3 separate regions of the Hordeum vulgare genome follow, and regions 1 and 2 are each linked to region 3. The links are chromatin contacts, called in public Hi-C maps. All regions are on one chromosome and are shown on one strand. The core of a region is the stretch at or near the end of the contact, and the rest is flanking DNA. Distances in the headings are between cores, read along the strand shown.

Region 1 (3,135 bases), core at 537-3,036, 350 kb before region 3:
ATTGAAAACTACTCCGTACCACCGATAATACAGCACGGGGTTAGCATAAAGCACGTGGCGCTCGTGCTGAATATACTTGCAAAAGGAATTACCCGCCAAAAAACAAATCAAGCATGACGTGTGAAAGAGAAGCATTTCCATCTGAGTAGGAGTAGTACAAAAAGAAAAGAAAAAAAATCAGAGGATAGATGCAGACAGGAGAGAGCATCTTCTTCCACCGAGCACGTGCAAATCGATCTCCAGGGCTCCCGCGTTTCTCTCGAAATCAATGGGCATCCAAAGCACGTGGCGATCGATGCGTCCCTATCGTGCTCAAGCTGAGCGATGGCATCCGCGCCGCTCGTGCTTATTGATTCCCATGTGATTGATTGGTCATGTTGCGCGACGCCGATCCAGCGGCCAAAAGCCCAAAATATGGATCGAGGAGATCCCTCGAATGGGAAAGGAATATTTTCTTTTTCTGGAGCATTTTGAGTTTCTTGCGTGTGATGTGGCGTTGAACGCCGCAAATGGAACAGAGGAACGACCTTTTTGACGTAACAAAACTACGGACTTTGGACCTTAAAAAGACCTTAAAAGAGGAAACTAAAAGGGTCTACCAATGGTAAAAGTCAAATTCAGTCAACCAACTTAAAAAGAAGGGGTCTGTGACGTCAGCACAACCAACGTCATCTTATTATCTAACAGAAGCAGAAACAGAGCCATCGGATCGGATAGAATCGTGCGAAAGAACTGGTTCTCATGAATTGTGGATGGCGGCGGCGGCGGCGGCGGCGACGTACCTCGACGAAGAGGGTGTGCATTAGGCAGCCGGAGACGGAAGTGATGTTGGCGGTGATGACCCTGAGGCGGAGCTCCTCGAGCACGCGGCACACCTTGGTCATGGCGTCGCGCTGCTTGCTGCACGTCACGCTCACCACCAGCACCTTCTCGCTCACCTCCGACACGCGCAGCTCCAGGACCTCCACGGGCGGCGAGGCAACTGCCGCCGCGGCGAGCAGGGCGTCGTTCATGGACGAGACCGACAGAGCGCGCTTCACCTTCTTCCTCTGTGCCGAGGAGACCTGCTCCACGGAGAGGCCGCCGTCGCAGTCATCGTCCGCGCCGGTGGCGGACTCGAGCGCGGACACCTCCGCCTCCATCTGCCGCTCCTCCGCCTGCAGATGTTGGATGTACTCGATGGCGTCCTTGATGATCGAGGCCTTGTCCATCTGCAACGACGAGGAACTTGCCGTTAGAATCGTCTCTCCGGCGATGGAGATGCTGCTGTGTACTAGCAATGCCGGTGCCGGCTGAGATGCTTGCGCTCACCTTGGTGATGTTGGGCACGACGCTGCGGAGCGTGTAGAGCTTCTCATTGAGCTTGCGGCGGCGGTCGCGTTCCATCAGGATGTTCTTGTTCGCCCCAGTGCCACCCATCCCGATCCCCGCCCCTGGCATGGCCGCCCCCGTCAGCGTCGAGGACGAGTGTGAACCGTCCGGCGAGCTGGAGTCGTAGTACGAGATGGCGTCTTCGGTCGCCCCCACGAAGATGCTGCAGCCAAGTACCATGAATTGAATCACCGTCACCCTCTCCTCCAAAATCCCTCAACAATGGCGCGATGGATGGCCGGAAGGCGGGAAAAAGGCGTACCTGTCAACGAGCTCCTCCGACTCGAGGTAGCGCTGCGTCTCCCAGTAGTATGCGAAGTTCTCGCCCATGTCCGGGTCCATGTCTTGTTTCTTCTCCCCTCTGATTCGTCGCGAGTTGATGCTCTTCTCTGTTCTGTTGCTCTGTCGCTCTTTCTCCAGGTGCTCTCACTTGTCCCTTTGAGCCCTTATATATAGGCGCGGGCTAGCATGAGTGGCTGGCTGGCGGGCCCCGCGCACGGGACAGGGACGCGCTGGCCTGTGGTCTCCGCCTCCGCGTAACGACCAGGCGAAAAACGTGGGGAAATTCAAGGCGGACACGCACGCCACTCTCTTTCACGCGCAGAGCACTGTCTCGCGTGCGGGATTATTAATTAAGTTTGGCTAATCTAGCACATGGAGCATTCGTGATAGCTCGATTTACTACTCGTACTACTAGTCTACTAACACACGTGCCTTGTTAGCTCAGCCCCAACGCGACGACAACAGTTTCTTTCCTTTTCTCTTTTCGTTGACACAAAATGAGGCTCTTCGCAAGGGCATTAATTAGTAGTTTTTTTTTAACTAGTAGCTTTACATAAAACTGAAGATGACCTTACTCCCTTCGTTCCATAATATAAAAACATTTTTAATACTAATGTACTTTCAAAAACAGTGTTAGAAATGCTCTAATATTATAAAACAGGGGAGAAGTATCAAAGACGGAGCCAACATTCATGCATAGAGGGGGCAAGTTTGTTCATGAAGGGGGCAAAGTTCATATGAAGTGAATTTTTTTGCCTACAACAATCACAATCATAGTAGAAGAATCGATTTGTTAGGGGGGTCTAGCCCCCCTCTCCCCCCTAAATTCGTCCCTGATAGTACCTAAACATGACTACTAAAAACACATATTCTATAACGTGAATGTCTGGATTTACTAATAGGACGACCCCATGTCATAATTTAAGCATGTGTGTAGAATAAAGAAGGTTGAATAGAATAATATGAATGACTCCTTTCTTACTTTTGTAAGCGGTCTTGGAGCTACAAGGATTTTTTTGGTCATGCCGTGCTAAAGAAGAACACATGAATTTTCAAAATCTGAACCATACTTCTTCAGAAGATTTTAGTGACAACTATTTTGAAAACAAAAATCTGAACCATAGAAGCTACATACTTCATTCTGAACCATACCTCTTCAATATGCTTTAGTGATAACTTCTATGGAAAAAAATTCTGAAAACAACTATCCCACACTGACGTTGTTTTGAACAGAAATAAAAGCTTTCAAAATTGGATGATTTTTTTTGGAGATTATATAGAAAATATTGGAGCTAACAAGTACCAAGAAGGGCCAATAGGAGTCCACATGGACGGGTGGCGCGGCTACCTTTGAGCCGCAATACATGTCTTTGTGGGGCCCGTGAGCACCGATTTGACCCGATTCCGGTGCTATAAATTGACAGCCCCCCCCCCCCCCCGGTTCAAAAATCATAGAGAAGTTTCATCGTGTTTTGTGATACG
Region 2 (2,923 bases), core at 39-2,538, 450 kb before region 3:
ACATGGTTAAGCAAGCGATAACATAGCCAATCAGTGGTTTGCTAGGTTGTAAAAAGGTTGAAGGTTTATGGCAATGTTGACAGGCTGACATTTAATAGGTGGTAGGCAACGAGACATAATGAAAGAAACGAGACAACTAGCATGACATTGATAGTAATGGTATATAGGGAAATTATCATCTTGCTTGCGATCCCGCTTGGAAGAAGAACGAATCCGTGAAGCAGATGGACCGACGTAGTCGAACGGATCCTCACATTCCTACACGCTTATGGAACTCTACTGAGACGAAGCGAACTGAAAACAAGAATCAACACACGACATTCACCACGTCACATGCACGATATGATGCACAACCTAATATGATGCATGTCCAGTTGAATTATGCAAGGCATGGCATAGCAATTCACAACCGCCAAACACTACACATTAAGTGAAGCTCAATATGTAACGAGTTGCATATTGACGAAACTCCACATACGAGTTATTTAGTTCACTCCCGTTTTGATACATGACAGTATTAAATGTTGTTTAAACATGGAAAGAGGTGAAGCACAAATAAATTACCTATCTAGACATTTTAAATGAGGCCGGAAATGACATATAGCATTTCTGAGACGATCCCATGTGTTGACTTTGAAATTTGTCCAGATATGTCCAAAACACATTTTATTTTTGTTAAACGACAACAAAGTGGTTCACGTGAAACTACACGTCATTCTAGTCGGTTCACATATATATAGCTCATCTCCAACGGAGTTACGGTTAACTAGCTACGAATTAAACCATTTTCACATGGTATCACGCAAAACGATGCAACATAAAGGTTAAACAGTTTTAGATATGCACGAAAGTTGGAAATATTAATCTACACGAAACTCTACACGTTTTTCATATCTAATTTATTTCGATCCGACGGGTTTGAAAGATACGGGAGTTTTAAAATAGGCATCTAATGTGTAACTTTAAAATGCTCGAGCTAATTAGACAAATTCGTCGAGAGAAAAAAATGCAACGGGCCGAATCTATGCACTGGGCTGCAGTCAGTGGAAGCTTCCGGCCGACGTGCTTGGGTGTGTGGCTGTGTAAAAAATTAAACTATACATAATTTGGAGCCACTTGGACTCGAATCGAGGATCCCGCAGGTGCAGAACTGCCGAGCTAGCCAACTCGGCTAGATATGTCCTCATTTTATAAAATACATGCACTTCTAAATATCCTTAACATGCCAGAACGGATCTGAATGCAACACGAAGTTCAGTTATGGAAAGGATGCTCACAGCGGGGCCAACAGAGGCCGCGTGCATGGCCCGAAGATGGAGAGGGTCGGGGGGTTGCTCAAGGCGAGCTGCAGGCGAGGGGGCAAGGCCGTGTCCTGGCGTGGCGCGGAACGGGAGTTCCATTCCGACCAGACCCGTCACGAGATGGTGGCCCGCGACGATGGTTCCTGTGGCCATGGAGAGCTCCCGCTCGAGCACAGGAAGCAAAGACGACGCCATGCATCGGGAGGCGCGCATCGGAGGTCGGGAGGTCAAATAGCAGGGGCGTAGAGTGGAGGCGCCAGATCTAGTGGTCGAGAAGGTCCCTGCTGATGCCCGCGACGGTGGCCTTCCATGGCGTTGCTCGCTGCTCCTGTTCGAGGTTGCAAAGAGAGAGAGAGAGAGAACGAGGTGAGACTCGGGAGGAAGAAAAGAAGGGAAGGAAGGAAAGAGGAGCAGGAGAGGGGCGCGATGCTGGTCGGCCTGCTGGTGGAGCTCCGAGGAGACCGGTCGGCGAGGTGAAATTGGGGCTCCGGCAGGTGCGGCGGGAGCTGCTACTCCTGCTTGATGCCGGGCTACGGGCAGGCGGACGCGTCCATGGGGACACGAGCTGTGGGGGGAATTTGGCTGCGGTTTGGCTTGTGGAGAAAACTAGGTGGGTGGCGGCGGGACAAGATCGCTAGGAGTTACAGCGTGTTTGGCAGTCTCAGCGAAGGGGAATGGGAATTAGCAGTGGGAGTTGGCTGGAGGGTTTGGACGTGGGAAATAGTCTCCTAGTCCCATTCCCTTGTTTGGTGATTGAAAGGGGTTTTTCATGAGAATTTGATAGGGAAACTAACTAAGTAAATGGATCCACCGGTGGTATTCTATCCCTACACATACGGAGCGAGAGCAACTAACATGACAACGGTTTTTTTCCTCTCATTTTCCATTCCCTTCCTCAATTACCAGCCCCCACTAGGGAAGAGATAAGGGGAGTTTGACCCGTAACTCCCTTTCCCCTTCCCTCATTAATTCCCCTGTCCTCCAATCAAACAAGGGATTTTAAGTCCTACACCCCCCTAATTCCCATTCCCTACTACAAATTGCCCCGAAACAAGGTTTGTCCCTAATTAGGTAGAGGTGGCCTATTTATCGGCAATGGGGCTAGGTTAGGGGGGGTTTGCCCGTTTTCGAGCCATACAATCTTGATCGGACGACTACGGACGTGGGGATGGTCTTGATGGGCTAGGTGGGCTGTGTAACCATGATGTGCTGAGAGAAGAGAGGGGTTTGCGGCCCGACACAAGATTTTAAAACACCGAAAACGTTCGACGACAAAACGATGACGGTGCCGCTACCGTCGACCGTTCGGGTATCAAACGGGCTTCGATTGCGACGTAATTTGGCAGGCAGTCTACCTACACTATATTAAGACCGCGCGCCAAGTTTCGACACAATCCTAGAAAGTTTTATACACACTTTTAAAAAACAAAAATTTAATGATGCCGCGGGCGTGTGCGTGTGTGGTTGATCTCAAAACGGTCAACGACGAAAACGGAGGGAGTCGTTGATACGTCTCCAACGTATCTATAATTTTTGATTGTTCCATGCTATTATATTATCTATTTTGGATGTTTTATATGCATTAATATGCTATTTTATATTATTTTTGGGACTAATCTATT
Region 3 (2,903 bases), core at 158-2,657:
CCTCAACCCTCTTAAATACGGTGCCACTGGCAATCTGTCATATCAAGTGAAAGTGCTTTGTGTGACATTTGAGCAATATCCCAATGATAGCTCTCGCTGATTATCAAAAATTCAGTACTAGCACACATGAGTTGCCCGACCTTATTGATTCTGGTAGGTTGTTGCAGAATTGATTAAGTACAGCACCGCGGAGTACGGACAGCTACTCGTAGAAGACCGTTTGAACAATTCAGCGCAAAAACATACTGCAACGCCCTTAAGGACGGCACTTACATTGGCACAACCAGAAATAGAGTTGTACAAAGGTGCAGCTAGTACCAAACAGTTTCCAGGACTAACAGCACAATGCACCTCGAGTATCCAATTTCAAAATGTGAGATTTTAGACTGATTCATAGCTTGTAATGTCAGGCAGCAACAACAAAATTTAAAAAAAGCTATGTCAGCCACTCCAACTCAATGGTAACTAACTTGTGTACAATTAAGCCGTAACTCGCAAGAAAGAAATCCATCTCATGAGTCTTGAGAGGTAAGCAATGCATCAAATGGCAATCGCAATCACCCAGTACGTACTCCATATAAAATTATATATTAAAAAGCATAGAAAAATATATATTAAAAAGCATAGAAAATTAATTAAACTATAGGAAGAGTGTTTGCTAGCAGTATCTATCTTACCGTCCTGCGTGACGAGAGGATAGTCCCAGGCGCTGAGCGTGACGAACCAGTCCCAGTCAGCCCCAATCCTGAGCAGCACAGCGGCGCCGTGCAGCGCCGCTGCGAGCACCGAGGAGCCCGTCCTGTCTACCGCGTAACTCTCCCCTACCACGTCGACGTTTGCGAACTCCCTCCACGCCGCCTCGTCCCGCGCAGCGGCGGCCAACTCCGTCCGCTCGTCCCGCGACGCCCCCGCGTCCAGGTGCAGCAGGTACTGGTTCCTCGGGTGGTACACCGCCCTGAGCAGCCTGAGGACCCTGCGGCCCTCTCCGCCCGTGCCGGATATCCAGTACGCGACGGAAGGCGGGCTCCCGGGACCCCTCGCCACGAGCGGCCGGACGCGCGCGGGGGGGTAGGCGAGACCGTAAGGGGAGGCCCGGAAGAGGACCAGCAGCGCCGCCGCGGCCAGCGCGGCGGCCGCGATGGCCGGGGGCAAGCGGCACGACCTCATTGCACCGAGTTTCATTTTGTTGGAGGTTTGACCCGCGCGGCCGGCGGCATGAGGCGTACGGAACTGGAAGCGCGGGAATAAATGGTGACGAGAGAGCACGGCGGCGACCTGAGGGGTGCGCGTTACGGCGGGGGCGAGGTGGTCGTAGTCGATTAGTGCGTGGTTTGGAATTGGATGCTTGGACTGGGAGACGGGGACAGGAGGGGAGAGTTTTTAAAAGTTAGGCGGCACGGCACGGCACGGCGTAAGGTGGCGCCGTGGGCCGAAAGGTCCAGAAGGAGGTGCGTGCCGTGGTGGGAAGTTACCAGTTGGCATTTAGTTGTCTCAAAAGAAAAATTAGTTGTGGTGGGGCCGTGGGGCTTTAAAGGCCACGGCGGACACGCGGGTCGGTGTTCGATTTCAGGGCAACCGGCAAAATTGATAAAAATTCACAAACTGTTTTTATAAAAAAATCGCTCAACTGATAGTTTTGTGTAACATTTTTGAACCGGGCTTTCTCCCCTTTCCATTACTTTCATAACGAAAATACAATGTTTTTAAAACCAGAACCAGAAAGAGAGGGAAACGAAAAAAAGCGAGTTCGTAACAATATCAGGAAACCCACCGTTTATGCCTCTCATCAGGAACATAAACTGTGGGACGAAAACCTGATATCATCTGATACTACGCAAAAGATCAAAAGCTACACTACCATGAACCCGCTACCAGGGTTTCCAACAACCATAACCAGACCAGGCTCACAAAAGAGCACAAGATAAAACAAAAGAGTCACACACTGACAAAATTTAATCATCACTAGGAACCAAGCTTTTTGCACTGTAACCAGCAAGATCCATCGCCAAGGAATCGTCATCTTCTCCTGCACTTATCACTCCTCCCAGGCTTCTTCCTCCTGTGCCTGTTCGGTCGATTCTGGCCTTGGTGGTCCACATAGCAACAACATCTGGGATGCGCTCTCTTTTAGCAATTGAGCTCCCTTCTTGACAGTCTCCACCATCATCGGTTTTTGCATACCTACCCAGTATTCAACAAACGCACATGTTGTGAAAACAATTTCAAAAGGAGTGTTAATCCACTTCTTTTCAAAAGTAGCCCGATTCCGAGCCAACCATATAGACCAGCAAACTGCAGCTAAGCCAACAGTATAAATCTCACATAAGCCTCGCAAAAAAGCATACAACCAAGAATAAACTTTCCAAATCGTTTTCGGAATATAACTGGTACCAAAAACAGCACCAACAGTTCTCCAAACAACCTTGGCCACCGAGCACCCAAAAAACAAATGCTGCGCCGATTCAGGTTCATCACAAAAAGAACATTTAGGGTCCCCCTTCCACTGGCGTTTCTTCATATTATCTCTTGTAAGAATGGAGTTTTGAAATAACTGCCACAAGAAGATTTGAATCTTCAAAGGAATCTTAGTTCCCCAAATCCACTTATAATTGGCCCCTGCAAGGTTTCTCTCTAACCATCTATACATAGTTTTAGTGGAGTATTCTCTGGAATTATCTAATTTCCAGTATATTTCGTCATCCTCATGTGCACAAATTTTATCCAACACATATTGTCTCATTTCATCCCATTTCTGGAGCATATCTGGAGATAATCTTCTCCTAAAAGAAGATAAATGATTCATACTCTCCAACTTATCAACAGTACATTCCGTATCTAAGCAAATTTCAAAGATATCAGGATATCTGTCTTGTAGAAGGACATTATCACCCAGATCATCTAGC

The links. A called contact is a pair of places that touch in the nucleus more often than the background predicts.
Region 1: a contact with region 3 is called in a Hi-C map of seedling, with 2.8 times the contacts expected there. The contact joins the promoter of LOC123430163 here to the promoter of LOC123426423 in region 3. A contact is called at or near these places in 3 of 6 Hi-C or Micro-C datasets (leaf and seedling).
Region 2: a contact with region 3 is called in a Hi-C map of leaf, with 4 times the contacts expected there. The contact joins the enhancer-like site here to the promoter of LOC123426423 in region 3. A contact is called at or near these places in 4 of 6 Hi-C or Micro-C datasets (leaf and seedling).

Annotation. Positions count from the first base shown.
Region 1 is chr2H:403,488,085-403,491,219 of MorexV3_pseudomolecules_assembly, forward strand. It overlaps LOC123430163 (transcription factor BHLH6-like), which reads right to left and starts at 1,787. Exons shown (of 4, transcript XM_045114061.1): 1 at 1,634-1,787; 2 at 1,312-1,534; 3 at 783-1,211. The coding sequence starts at 1,713.
Region 2 is chr2H:403,387,188-403,390,110 of MorexV3_pseudomolecules_assembly, forward strand. No RefSeq gene overlaps it. Among protein-coding and RNA genes, the nearest start is that of LOC123430163, 100 kb to the right of the region's middle. Within about 2 kb of position 1,289, at least 3 of the 3 cell types and tissues checked have open chromatin away from gene starts, as enhancers often do. A contact at or near this core is called in leaf and seedling, where this site is marked.
Region 3 is chr2H:403,840,265-403,843,167 of MorexV3_pseudomolecules_assembly, forward strand. It overlaps LOC123426423 (beta-glucuronosyltransferase GlcAT14A-like), which reads right to left and starts at 1,408. Exons shown (of 5, transcript XR_006622203.1): 1 at 678-1,408.